2 separate regions of the Sus scrofa genome follow, and region 1 is linked to region 2. Evidence: chromatin contacts called from public Hi-C data. All regions are on one chromosome and are shown on one strand. The core of a region is the stretch at or near the end of the contact, and the rest is flanking DNA. Distances in the headings are between cores, read along the strand shown. Region 1 has its middle 250 kb from the start of PRKCQ. Region 2 holds the start of SFMBT2 (scm-like with four MBT domains protein 2).

Evidence for each region. Hi-C and Micro-C count contacts between places; a contact is called where the count stands out from the background.
Region 1: a contact with region 2 is called in a Hi-C map of liver, with 4 times the contacts expected there. The contact joins the enhancer-like site here to the promoter of SFMBT2 in region 2. A contact is called at or near these places in 1 of 5 promoter capture datasets (liver), 19 of 47 Hi-C or Micro-C datasets (adipose tissue, alveolar macrophages, blood and 11 more) and 1 of 2 datasets of contacts at active chromatin or transcription factors (skeletal muscle).

What each region holds. Positions count from the first base shown.
Region 1 is chr10:64,185,396-64,190,931 of Sscrofa11.1, forward strand. No RefSeq gene overlaps it. Among named protein-coding and RNA genes, the nearest start is that of PRKCQ, 250 kb to the right of the region's middle. Within about 2 kb of position 3,341, at least 9 of the 83 cell types and tissues checked have an H3K27ac peak or open chromatin away from gene starts, as enhancers often do. A contact at or near this core is called in liver, where this site is marked.
Region 2 is chr10:63,874,842-63,880,849 of Sscrofa11.1, forward strand. It overlaps SFMBT2 (scm-like with four MBT domains protein 2), which reads left to right and starts at 2,192. Exons shown (of 21, transcript XM_021065007.1): 1 at 2,192-2,370.

The DNA.
Region 1 (5,536 bases), core at 2,091-4,590, 310 kb after region 2:
GGTGCCAGGCCCGTGCCAAGCAATTTGCCTGTGCCTTATCTTAGCCAATCCGCAATAAACATTTTTCCTTATTTCTGGTTTATAGATAATGTATCAGATTGAATCCTGTAATGAAGCATAATGGAAGAGACTATGGAAAAGAATATATCCATGTGTAAGAAAATATCACTGTGTGAACTGGAGTTTGGCACGTGCCCTCTGCTCTACAGGGACTGAATCGTGAGCCACGGCAGGTGCCCGATGCTCAGCACCCCCGAAAGGAGCTCAGCGTGGAGACCAGGGGTGAGGGCACTCTGAGGTCTGGGAAAACCGGCAGAATAGGTCTTCAGATAGTTAGATAGTTTCAGAAGATTTTATGAGCCCAATTCTTGCCTCTCCTTGTATCTGGAAAAGCACTAAAATCCTTCATGGTGACATCTGCTCCTCGTGACCAGCGGTGACCTTCTGTAAAATGCATGCTTGGTAGCAGGGACCTCCCCTTTCACCAAAATCACATACGTACCAACCTTCCCCCTGCCTCTTTGGAGCAGTTTCTTCAGAGCTCTCTGAAAAATGCTGCTTTCCATGCTACGGTCCTCTTTTTGCCCCAAATAAAACTGAACCCTCAAATTTTAGGTTATGCATTTTTTTAAAGAAGGCAACTGAACCACTTAGCTATACACCAGAAACTAACACAACATTGCAAATAAACTAAACTTCAATTACAAAAAAGTGTTAGATTTTTTGGGGGAGGTCTTTTTTTTTAGGGTGGCACCTGTGGCATATGGAAGCTCCGGCTAGGGGTTGAATAGGAGCTGCAGCTGCCGGCCTGCACCACAGCCCCGGCAACAGCAATGCAGGATCCAAGCCATGTCTGCCACCTACACGGCAGCTCATAGCAACACTGGATCCTTAACCCACTGAGCGGGGCCACGGACTGAACCCAGGTCCTCATGGATACTCATTGTGTTTGTAACCCCCTGAGCTGCAAGGAGAACTCAAAACAAACAAACCAAAAAACCTATCAGATTTAAAGGGCTTTCTAACCTGCCGGGAAGGGACAGGGTGGACCTCTGTCTGGATCCAGAGATACTCTCGGGAACTCAGCCTATGTCCCCTTGTAGCTAATTAATTTGGTTTTAGCATTTCTATGAAGCAGCTTCAACATGCTTGATGGAAATTTTACAGAGAGGTGGAAAAGAAACATAGGAATCCAACTTAACAGCTTTCGAGATACAAATGAACCTTAAATTTGATGCTAACTGGCGCCCAGAATGAATATGAGTGAAATACGGTGGTCTCACTGGCACCCACGTGTCTCGTGCCAGGATCCAGTCTTTATATCCAGCTCTCAGCCATAAAGGTGTATTTTTTTTTTCTGGCTGCTGGAAGGATGAGGAAGGGAAAAGAGGTTCTCAGCAAAGGTTCTTGGAAGAGGAACTAAAAGGCGTCAGGGGACAGGGACTTGGCAGAGGCTTGGCAGGTGTGTGATGGAGACTCTAGATGGGTCCTTTCCCCGGCCTCACAGAGTATAAGTGACAAATATCATGGTCACCGGGGATGAGCGAAAGTCTGCGGTGGGAGGATTGGACGTGTGCCGACAGGGAAAAAGGATTCTCACCACCCATCATTTCACATGGGTACCTTTGGGGGGGCGGTGAGAAGACACACGCTCTACTCAGCCCATCTCGGTGACCGGTACGGTACCCGCAACGGCAGCCACCGTTTTCCTTCTTGCAAGTGGAAGTTCGTACGCCTTGACCAGCCTGGTCCTATTTCTCCTTCCTCAGCCCCCACAACCACCATTCAACTCTCTGCTGCAGCTGTTTTCAACCCACGTAGAGTTGATATCATGCAATACTTGTCTCTGTCTGGCTTATTTCACTTAGCACGATGCCCTCCATTTCCCTCTATGCTGTTGACAATGACGGGAACTCCTTCTCTTTTTTAGGGGGCGGAGGTGTCAAGGCATTTTATGGAGGGGCTTTGTGGGGGTCTATGTGTTCAGCACTGTTAGGCGATTTGGTATTTTTCTCTCGAATCTTCTTGAGGTCAAATTCTCTCACAGTTTTCCATGTGAAGAAACTCAAATACATGGGAGGTGAGAAATTAACCTCCCTAAAGTCATAGGACTAGCAAGGGGGAAACTGGGTTTTAAAATAACCGACAGCCAACATCATAACAGCAATTGAGCCCCCCAAATGGGGGAGAGCCTGTGTCCTAATTCTGACCCAGGAAATGACTAGTTGTGGGGTGTTGGGATATACATTGTTTAACTTCGATTATTTTAGATGTGAAGTAAAAAAAAAAAAAGAAAAGAAAAGAAAAGAAAAAAGTCCAGCTCCCTCGGCTGTCAGGGAGATAAACAATTTAGTAGCACAAAGCCTTTCGTGGGAGAACTGTGATAATTGAGGTTTTTTTAACTTCCAAGAATTGTATTCAAGGAGAGTTTCAACTTCCTTGCCTTGTTCACAATCTGTTTCTGGAAGAAAAGAAAAATTGGGGTGGGGGGGGAGGTTTAGCATTATTTCCTGAGGTAGAAAATCGGAGTAAAATCTCAGAGCTGGACATTTCAGGACCCAGGATGGAGGCGAGTTTCTGCGTTTCCTGTGAGGTGGGTCCACGGTGTGTGTGTGTGTGTGTGTGTGTGTGTGTGTGTGTGTGTGTGTGTGTGTGTGTGTGTGTGTCAGAGAGAGAGAAGGAGAGAGAGAGAGAGAAGGAGAGAGAGAGAGAGAGGGAGAGAAAGCAAGAGACAGAGAGAGGGTGGGGTGGAGGGGAGACAGAAATTTCTCTCGAACCTCTTTGACGTGCCAGTCTGTAGAAGTAAGCATAAAACAGAGGCAAACCACTGAAAGGAAAAAAATGGGTTTGTCTGCAGAACAAAAGTCTTTCAGCAGGAATGAATGTGAATCCAAAGAAAACCCAAACCCTCATTCCTGGCCCACAATACCCACACCACATGAAACGACAGGTGGGTGATGAGACGCAGCTGGGGAACACTGTGGATTTACAGGCTCTTGGTGAGCGGCCGCCTAAGCCAGGGAGCAGAGGGGTGCAGAGTCCTCGTCTGGACTCCTGTTCTGCAAGGTGGGGCTCGAAATGAGAGGGGCTGTGGGGAGCTGCGTCGTGTAGCATCAGGCAAAACCCAGGAAAAGGGGCCACGCTGGAAGCAGAGAGGCGGCCTTCGTGCACGTTTTTAACACAGTGCCTGAGCCTCAGCCCGTGGGTGAGGGATGTGTTGAAAACACCCGGGGATCAGAGGACACGGAACCTTTCCTTTTATAGAAGTGGAGGCAGGGAGGCAGAGCAGGCGGGGAACTCAGGCTGCACAGGAAACAGAGAGCGCGAAACCGCAGCTCGAGGTGACTGCCGTCCTCTTGGCTCTTTGGATAAAAATAGCTACCGACTGGGGCATTGTTCTCAACTTCAGTCAAGCCTGCCTCTTATCTTTTTTCTCTTTCGTTGTTTGAATTAAATTAAGTGATGATTGAACGGCAGGTGATTTCAGCAGATCACAAACTTCCTTGAAATCAAGGAACCCTTATGGATATAGGCAGCACCCTGCATCGCTCTGTCGAAAAATAATCAGTGGACCAATGGTCAATATTAGGTTTCCATGTGCAATAAAAATGATGATAGCGAAGTGACTGTACAGCTACGTACTATATGCGGACACATATATATTTCCACGTTTTTTGAAACTAAGTGAGGAAATGGGAGAGAAATTTTCTGTTTCTTTTTTTGCTTTTTAGGGCTGTACATGTGGCATGTGGAGGTTCCCAGGCTAGGGGTGGAATCGGAGCTACAGCTGCTGGCCTACACCACAGCTCATGGCAACACTGGATCCTTAACCCACTGAGCGAGGACAGGGATCGAACCCACAACCTCATGGTTCCTAGTCAGATTCGTTTCCACTGTGCCATGATGGGAACTCCGGGAGAGAGAAATTTTCAAGTTTGAGAATAAATTAACATGCAAAAATTGACAGTGAGACGTATTGTTTTCAGAAGGAAAGTTTTCATGGGAAAATAACTTAGCCATGACAGTCCACTATCAGTTAAAGACATTGCATGTTGGAAGTGGGTTAAGGTTCTTGCAAGTTGTAGGGTTCTGGCATTGCCATAGCTACGGTGTAGGTCACAACGGCAGCACGGGTTCGATCGCTCAGAACTTCCATGTGCCACAGTTGCAGCAAAAAAAAAAAAAAAAAAAAAAAAAAAAAGTTGGTGATTGATGAGTAGAAACAGGGAGAAGATAGGACAAGGAAATCAGTTTCCATTAAAAACTTGGAGGAGCTCCTGCGTGGCTCAGTGGGCTGGAGATCTGGCATTGTCACTGTCGTGGCTCTGATCAATGTTGTCGTGCGGATTTGATTCCTGGCCTGAGAGCTTCTGCATGCCATGGATGTGGCAAATATATATATATTGTCAAATTATTTAAAATGATTTTGAAACAATAAAGGGAATAAACAAAGAAAATTTTGAGTAGCTAGGCAAAAATATTGTCACTAAAAAGGGAGAAAATAGGGCTGGCCGCTTCAGAGAGCCCCAGTGTCACATTTATTATCCGGAGACTATGGTGTTTCAAGTGATATTATTCCGGTACCTTCAGAAGACTTAAGAGAGATACAGAAAATAAAGTGTGAGCCAAGGATTTACATTGGGCCAAGCTCTTCTTCCCTTATAATGAATATAGAAAACCGGTCTTTTAAACATACAGGAACCTGGGAGTTCCTGCTATGGTGCAGCGGGTTAAGGATGCAGCGTAGCTGTAGCCGTGACTTGGGTTCCATTCCTGGCCCAGAACCATGCCATGGGTGTGGCCAAATAAGTAAATAAATAAACAAAACATACAAAAACCCAGATAACATTGTTCCCATGAACCTGTATTGGGGTAACTAAAGGATGAACTTTATTCAACTAAGAGATGATGATGATAATTATTTATTATTATTTTTGGGGGGCCGCACCCACGGCATATGGAAGTTCCCAGGCTAGGGGTCCAATCAGAACTACAGCTGTTGGCCTACACCACAGCCACAACACGTAGATCCGAGCTGCGTGTGCTCACGGCAATCCCGGATGCTCAATTCCCTGAGGGAGGCCCGGGATCGAACCTACAACCTCATGGTTCCCAGTCGGATTCATTTCATCTCTCTCCAACTGAGAGATAATTGAGAAAAGAGAAAACTGCTGCAAAAGGACTCGTGGTCATGAGGAATGTATTTAACCGTAGAAGTTTACAATGGTGAATCAGTGGGACAGAATAAAATGCGAATATTACACGCCCAGACAAGGTATAAATCTGATGACTAACAAAAACGGGACAGGAAGAGGGCAAGAATGCCGGGTGGTGGGTTTGGAGGTTGCCTCATCTGTGTTAGCCAGTAGTCAAAGATATCATTTAGGGAGTTCCTGCTGTGGCTCAGCGGAAACAAATCTGACTAGTATCCATGAGGACGCAGGTTTGATCCCTGGCCTTGCTCAGTGGGTTAAGGATCTGGCATTGCTGTGAGCTGTGGTGTAGGTCACAGATGTGACTCGGATCTGGCATTGCT
Region 2 (6,008 bases), core at 942-3,441:
CCCTGGCTTCCCAATTTCATTTCCTAATCGCGATAAGTACAAAAAACAAAACAAAACAAAAACAGAAAAATCTAACGTCTCCACACTGTTTTCCAGACGCATGGGCCCAGTTATGCAGGGGTCTGAATACCCAAAACACACTCATTACTTTGAAGAAATTGTAGTCTATAGATGGTCGAGTTAGGAGTTAGGTGTTCTTTTGCATTTGTTCTTTATTTTGATGAAATAAACGTTCCGTCCATGATAATGATTTGGCTGGTAAACAAGCCTGGAGCCAGCGCGATGGCTGTTCCCCGAGAGGGAACACGCATCCTTCCTCTAAACGGGAACCGCCCGGAAGTCCTGGGGATGCGAGAGGCGGGGAGCAGCAAACCTCTGCCCGCTCCCCCGCGGCGAGTTCTGGGACACACCGGGGAACCGTGCTGCCGCGATCCCCTCGTAGGGTCACCGCCACCACGGTGGGCGCAACGCGGTGGGGGAGTGGGGCTGGCTGGAGAAGGGGATCTGCTTCCTTGGCGCCGCAGCCGGTGACCCCATCGATGGCAAGGGCGCTCGGGTTGAGTTTCCTGCACTGTTAAGCCCTCTTGGGCTGCCACTGTCCCCTGCCCCTTTTCCTCCCTCCCTTCTGGCCAGCTGTGTGAAGGATCTAGAGGAGGTGACTAGGGCGTGGAGACCCAGGTGGGGGCTAGAGCCAAGGAGACTGTCTGGCCGTCCCCATTCCGGATTCCTTGGAGCCGCGGTGAGTCCATCTGGAATCCATCTGGAGCCTTCTCAGGGGACAGAGCGAGGCAGTTTTGGGGTGCAGGCGACAGGGTTAATGTGCAGGGACGGGGTGCGGTTGGTTTGGGAACTCTCCGTCTTCAGTGACCTTCGGGTGAAACAGGTCGGATGTCCCCAAAGAGGAGGGGACCAGGAAGCTGGACGGGATGCAGACTGGGGCTGGAGTTTGAACCGTGTGAGTCGCTTGCCCTCTCAGAGTCTCAGGCGGCACCTCAGATGGAGATGTGAGAGGACGAAGGCGTTTTATACCTCGCAGAGAGCTCTCCAAGATGTAAGGAAATACCTTTTGCGCAGACGGCAAGTGAGCAGGGTCTCCCTGCCGCCGGAGCCCCCCCAGGATCTCCGACCTCCGCCCACGTTTCCGTGGAACGCCGCTCGCGACCGTGCGGCTTGGATCGAGCAGTTTCTGGGCACATCCCTTTGGCGGTTCTTCTAGACCAACTCTGCCCCCACCGTCGGGGAGAGGACCCGCCTATGCTGGACCCCTGTCCGTCCTGTGCGCGCTCGGACTCTGACCTCCACTCTCCATCCCCGGATCCCCTGCCCAGTCCCCAGCCTTACGGAGCATTCACCTTTCCTCCGGGGACCTCATGTGCCCGGCTCCTCTGTCTTTGAGGACGCGCGGGAGTGGCCGGGCTTGGGAGGGTGGGCGGAGCTGCGAACTCGCCGCAGCCTTGGGGACCTCTCAGTCCTCCTGACCCCTGGGCCGGGGTTAGGGGCGCAGCGAGAGGGGGTTGTAGGAAGAAGATGGACACAGAACTGGGAGACTCCGGGGGATTTTACCTCTTGTGGCCATAAGGCAAAAACCCTGACAAAAGGTGTCCTATCTCCATTTCCCACGGAAATAAATTCTAGCCCCTCGCAGCATCTCCTCTCTACTAAGTACAGCCCACCTAAGGAAGTTCTCGGTCTGGCCCCTCGGACGTCGCCAGTATTTCCGCCCTGGGGACGTTCCGTTCAGTCTCTGCTCAGCTCAGGCCTGAGGAGCTCTGCTTTGTCCGCCTCCCTCCCCTGTCCCCGGAATAGGGCCCGGGGACCCGCCACCCGGAAACCCTGCCCCGTAGGGATCTGCGCGGCCCCCCATTTCCCCCCACCGTCGCCGAAGGCCACGTTTTTCTCGGGCGGGAATCTTTTCCCGCCTTACAAATAGCTGGCCCAAGCCCGGTGCCCTCTTTGGTCGCCTAGGCCTGGACATAGCCCGGGAGACGCCGTGGCGACCCTTGTTAGCTGCGTCCCGCAGATACCTCGCCCGAGCAGTTACTCCCCTGCGGTGGTTTCCCTGGAAAATCTTTCCTCGGCCCCCTCCCGCCCTCCCTGAGGGCCAGGAAATGTTTGAATCTGCATAGAAAAGGCGCAATTTAAGTGCTGGGTGGGGCGCAGTGGGGCGGGACAGGGGTTGCGGAGAGGATTGAATTTCTCTTCGCTCGCAACCTTCCGTCGGCGGATAAAGCGCAAGTTTGTGGATTTCGCCCCCAGAGAGATTGCAAAACCGATGAAACAGAAAGTGTCCAGTGAGATGCAGAGTTTGCCCAGATTTCCCTGCAGAGGCGTTTGCGGAAACCCCTGTGATGGGAACTTTCTGCATTTCGTGTACGGAGGGAGCTAAAGGAAAGGAGGGAAGGGAGCGGGGCGGGGAGGGAGGCATTGGGAGCGTGAAGCGTGAAGCGTGTGTGTGTGTGTGTGTGTGTGTGTGTGTGTGTGTGTGTGTACGCGCGCGCGCGCGCGCGCGCAGGGGGGGAGGTTGTGCCCGGGAGCGGGGGCGTCACAGCGGGGGCAGAGGAAGGAGTGCAGAACGTCCTGCAGGCTAATTGGCTTAAGACGTTCTGCAAGCGCTTGGAAAAGGTCGTTGAAGGAGTTCGCTGCACACACACCAAATAATAATCTTAAAAAAGAGTGCCGGGCATGCGCACACGGAGGATGCCATATTGGAAGGAGGCTGTAGTGGGAGTCGGAGGACCAGAGCGGGCGCGCGAGGGAGGCGGCGGGCGGGGAGTGAGCGAGGCAGAGCGAGCGAGCGGGCGGGCGAGGCCGGCGTCCCCACCCCCCCTAACCCCCGGCGGCGCCCGGGGCCTCGGTCCACCCACGGGGAGGACGAACTTCACCAGGTAGGACGCCGCGCCGGCCGCTGTCCCCGCGCCCAGCCCGCCCCGCGAGCAACCCTCCGGCCCGCAGGTTGAGTGCGCCGGGCAGGCTTCTTTTTTTCCAGCTCCGAAAAAAAAAAAAAGGGAAGCTCGAGCTAGCCCGGGAGTGGGGGGCTGGAGGAGGGGGTGCCGAGGGAGAGAAGCGAAAGAGAAGGGCTGGAGGAGAAAGCGACAGCACTTGAGCAGAGCCCCAAACTCCGCGCTGCGCTCCGGGTTGTCATTTTTGCTCCCCCGTCCCCTTCCCCCTCGTCCCTCCGCTTTGAAAAAGCCGGGCCTTGCGGGAGTCCGTCCGTAGTTGCAAAGTGTCCTCCCGGGTGCAAAGCTGTCCTCTCCCGCCGCCCACCTCCCGCATTTGTGCGCTCGTTTTAGCGACGCAGCCGCCCTTGCTACCCCCCGCGCTCCCTCGTCTTCTCTCGGGGGTCTCTTTCTTCGGCTTCCTTTTTTTTTTTCCCCCCTTTCCTTTTCTTTTCGGTGTGTCTGTTAGGGGTGGCAGGAGGGGGGTGTGGAGAAGATGGTGGGTGAGTACTGGAGACCAACCATCTAGAGGATTAAAAATCGTGTACATATTCGGAGTCACCCCTTTGGAAACATTTGCCTGTGCAGCTGAAATGAAATTGTCAGTAGTAGTTTCGGAGCGAGCTCCGGTATGGATGATCTTTTTGTTCTTTTTTTCCCTTTTTTCCCCCTTTTCTTTTTGGTGGTACATTAAAGTAATATCCTGTCACTTGGGGCTTTCCTGTTGTCTACTCTCATGTGACCTCCTTTCAAAATTACTAATCTGATCTGGCTTTCGAGTTTATTTTTTAGTACGTGTGTGTGTCAGTCAAATCCGCCCAAAAAAAAAAAAAAAAAAAACTGTAGGGACTGCTAGATCGATCTATTGATTTTTGACCCGGGGCTGCGCCAGGGGATTAGTTGGGAGAAGGGGGAGTTTAGGGGTTGGGGGGTTGGGTGATTTGCGGTGGGCAGACGCACAGTCCAGAACCGGATCTGTACTCGTGTTTTCTTGGAAGCAACTGCCGGGAAGCACTATTTAGAAGCCGTGCCAGTTTCAATATGGCGGGCTAAGGTGGCTTTTAAAAACTGAAAATAAAGGTTTTGAGGTGGGAAAAAACCCAACCGGAGATGCTGTCCCTTAGTTTCAACTCTCTTTGGCTACTCCAGTAGCTGCTTTAGCGAATTAAATGGGAAAAAAGAGAGGGAATGAGCTGCCCTAGTTTTTTCCGTGGTTAGAGTCTGCGTGTCCAGTCGATTGCTGGAGGGGAGAGGGCGACCGCTGGCCCGGACCGGGGCGTCCGAGCAAAACTGTTCTGTGTGCCTTTGGATTAGTGTGCATACCTGTGTGTGCAGTTGGGTGGGGGGAGGGGGTCAAAGAGATCCGCCCCTAATTCGTGTGTGCGTCTTGGAACCGGACCCTGCTATGATGTGACATGACAAACTGCTGACACGTGGTGCAAAATACAGGAGGGCAAAGGGAATGATTTATTTCGGCTTTCTACGAGACGAGTTCTCGTTCTCTGTAGGCTAGATTCTGTGTGGGTAAAGCTCGGTAGGTGGGAGGAGGAGGTGCTTACTAAAAGGACTAACAGTCCAGGGTTTCGGGTGCAGCCTGGCTGCAGACGCCCGTGGGGTGTTTTGCGTGCAGGGGGCGCGCTGCGCCTATTGGTGGGCATCTGGTACAGTTCGTACAGAGGTGGGGTGGGAGGTCGGGGGGCCGTCGTCTCAGGCGTGGGTGTGTGTGTGTGTGTGTGTGTGTGGGTGTGTGTGAAGGTGGAGCGGGGGGAAGGGCGGGGGCGCCCGGAGCTCCGCTTTAAAGCGTGGAGGGAGGAGTTGCGCTCCAGGGAAGGTGGGGGATGGGAAGAGCGTTCGCGGAAGAAAGTGTCCTTTGCTCCTGCCGGGTTTCGATCGACAGGGCTGGATCGGCGAGGGGCGTTCGCCCAGGAGCTTGCAGGGGTGTCGCCTTGGGTTTTGAGAAGACTGCTGGGAACCCGGGAGAGGCCGGCCTCCGGGACCAGGGAGGGTCTGAGAGTGGAGTTTGAGGGCAAAGTCGGAGCTTCTAAGTGGAGCCCGAGGGAAAAGCAAGAAAACCGAGCTCCCTTAGCTGGGAACAGGGGTCCCCGACAGGGGTCGCCAGTGGCCAGAATGCAGCTGCCGGGCGGAGGTCGGGCAGTGGTGCCCCCGGGGTGGACCGGGGCCGCTTGGCAGCCACGCGTAGTACCCGGGGGCCGGGCGAGGGACAGGTCCAGGGGACCTTCTCAGGGCCCGCAGACCTCATGGCCCATCTGCCTAGTGTGCCAAGACGTTTTTAAATCCTAGGGTTAAAAAGACAGCGCTGGCCAGGTCTGTAGTTACCGCAGTAACGTAGTCTCTGGGCGTTCGCGGGGGCCTAGGGGCAAGATCGGTGGGGTCAGCTCATCCTCCCACTTAGACGGACACAGGCCTGTCCCTCTCGGTGTGGATGGGGGCTGGGGGGAGGTGTTACCAGGATTGGAGACCTCGCAGCAGATTTTCCCTCCCACCTGGACGGCCAGGCTTGAGCGATCCGCGACCCTCAGGCCCGGGCGCGTTTCACCCCCCCCGCCTCTCCATCCCCGGGCCGAGGCGGCAGCGCGTTCCCCGGTGCCCCCGACTCCGCGGGTCCTGCCAGAGACGAGCTCCCCCGTGGGCTTCGCCGAAGTGGAAACCAACCTAAAATGGCTCTGTGCTTGTAAACTGCAGTTTCAGCCGGGAACCCCTCCCCTCGCCCTCCTGACGTCGCCGCTGACAAGCGCACAATTCAGTCCAACGCCCCGAAACCTGCGATTTTGCACGGAGCTGGGCCATGGAAGCGAATATACAACAGCTTACAAAGAACATTCCACAGGGTTCTTGCAGGGCCCAAGTTTCCCTCCTTGTGGGGAGGAGCTGGAGGAGGGAGGCACGGAGATCAGGCTGGAGCACGGCCGACCCCCGCCTCGGAACCGGGGCTGGCGACTTCTACGCGGAAAAACCCCAGGGAGACGCCCGGGGGACGCGGGGGGCGGCCCCGCGGAGCGATGGCTACTTTCAGGGGCTCTCGTCCTTGACCGCCTTGGTGGTGTCGGGAGT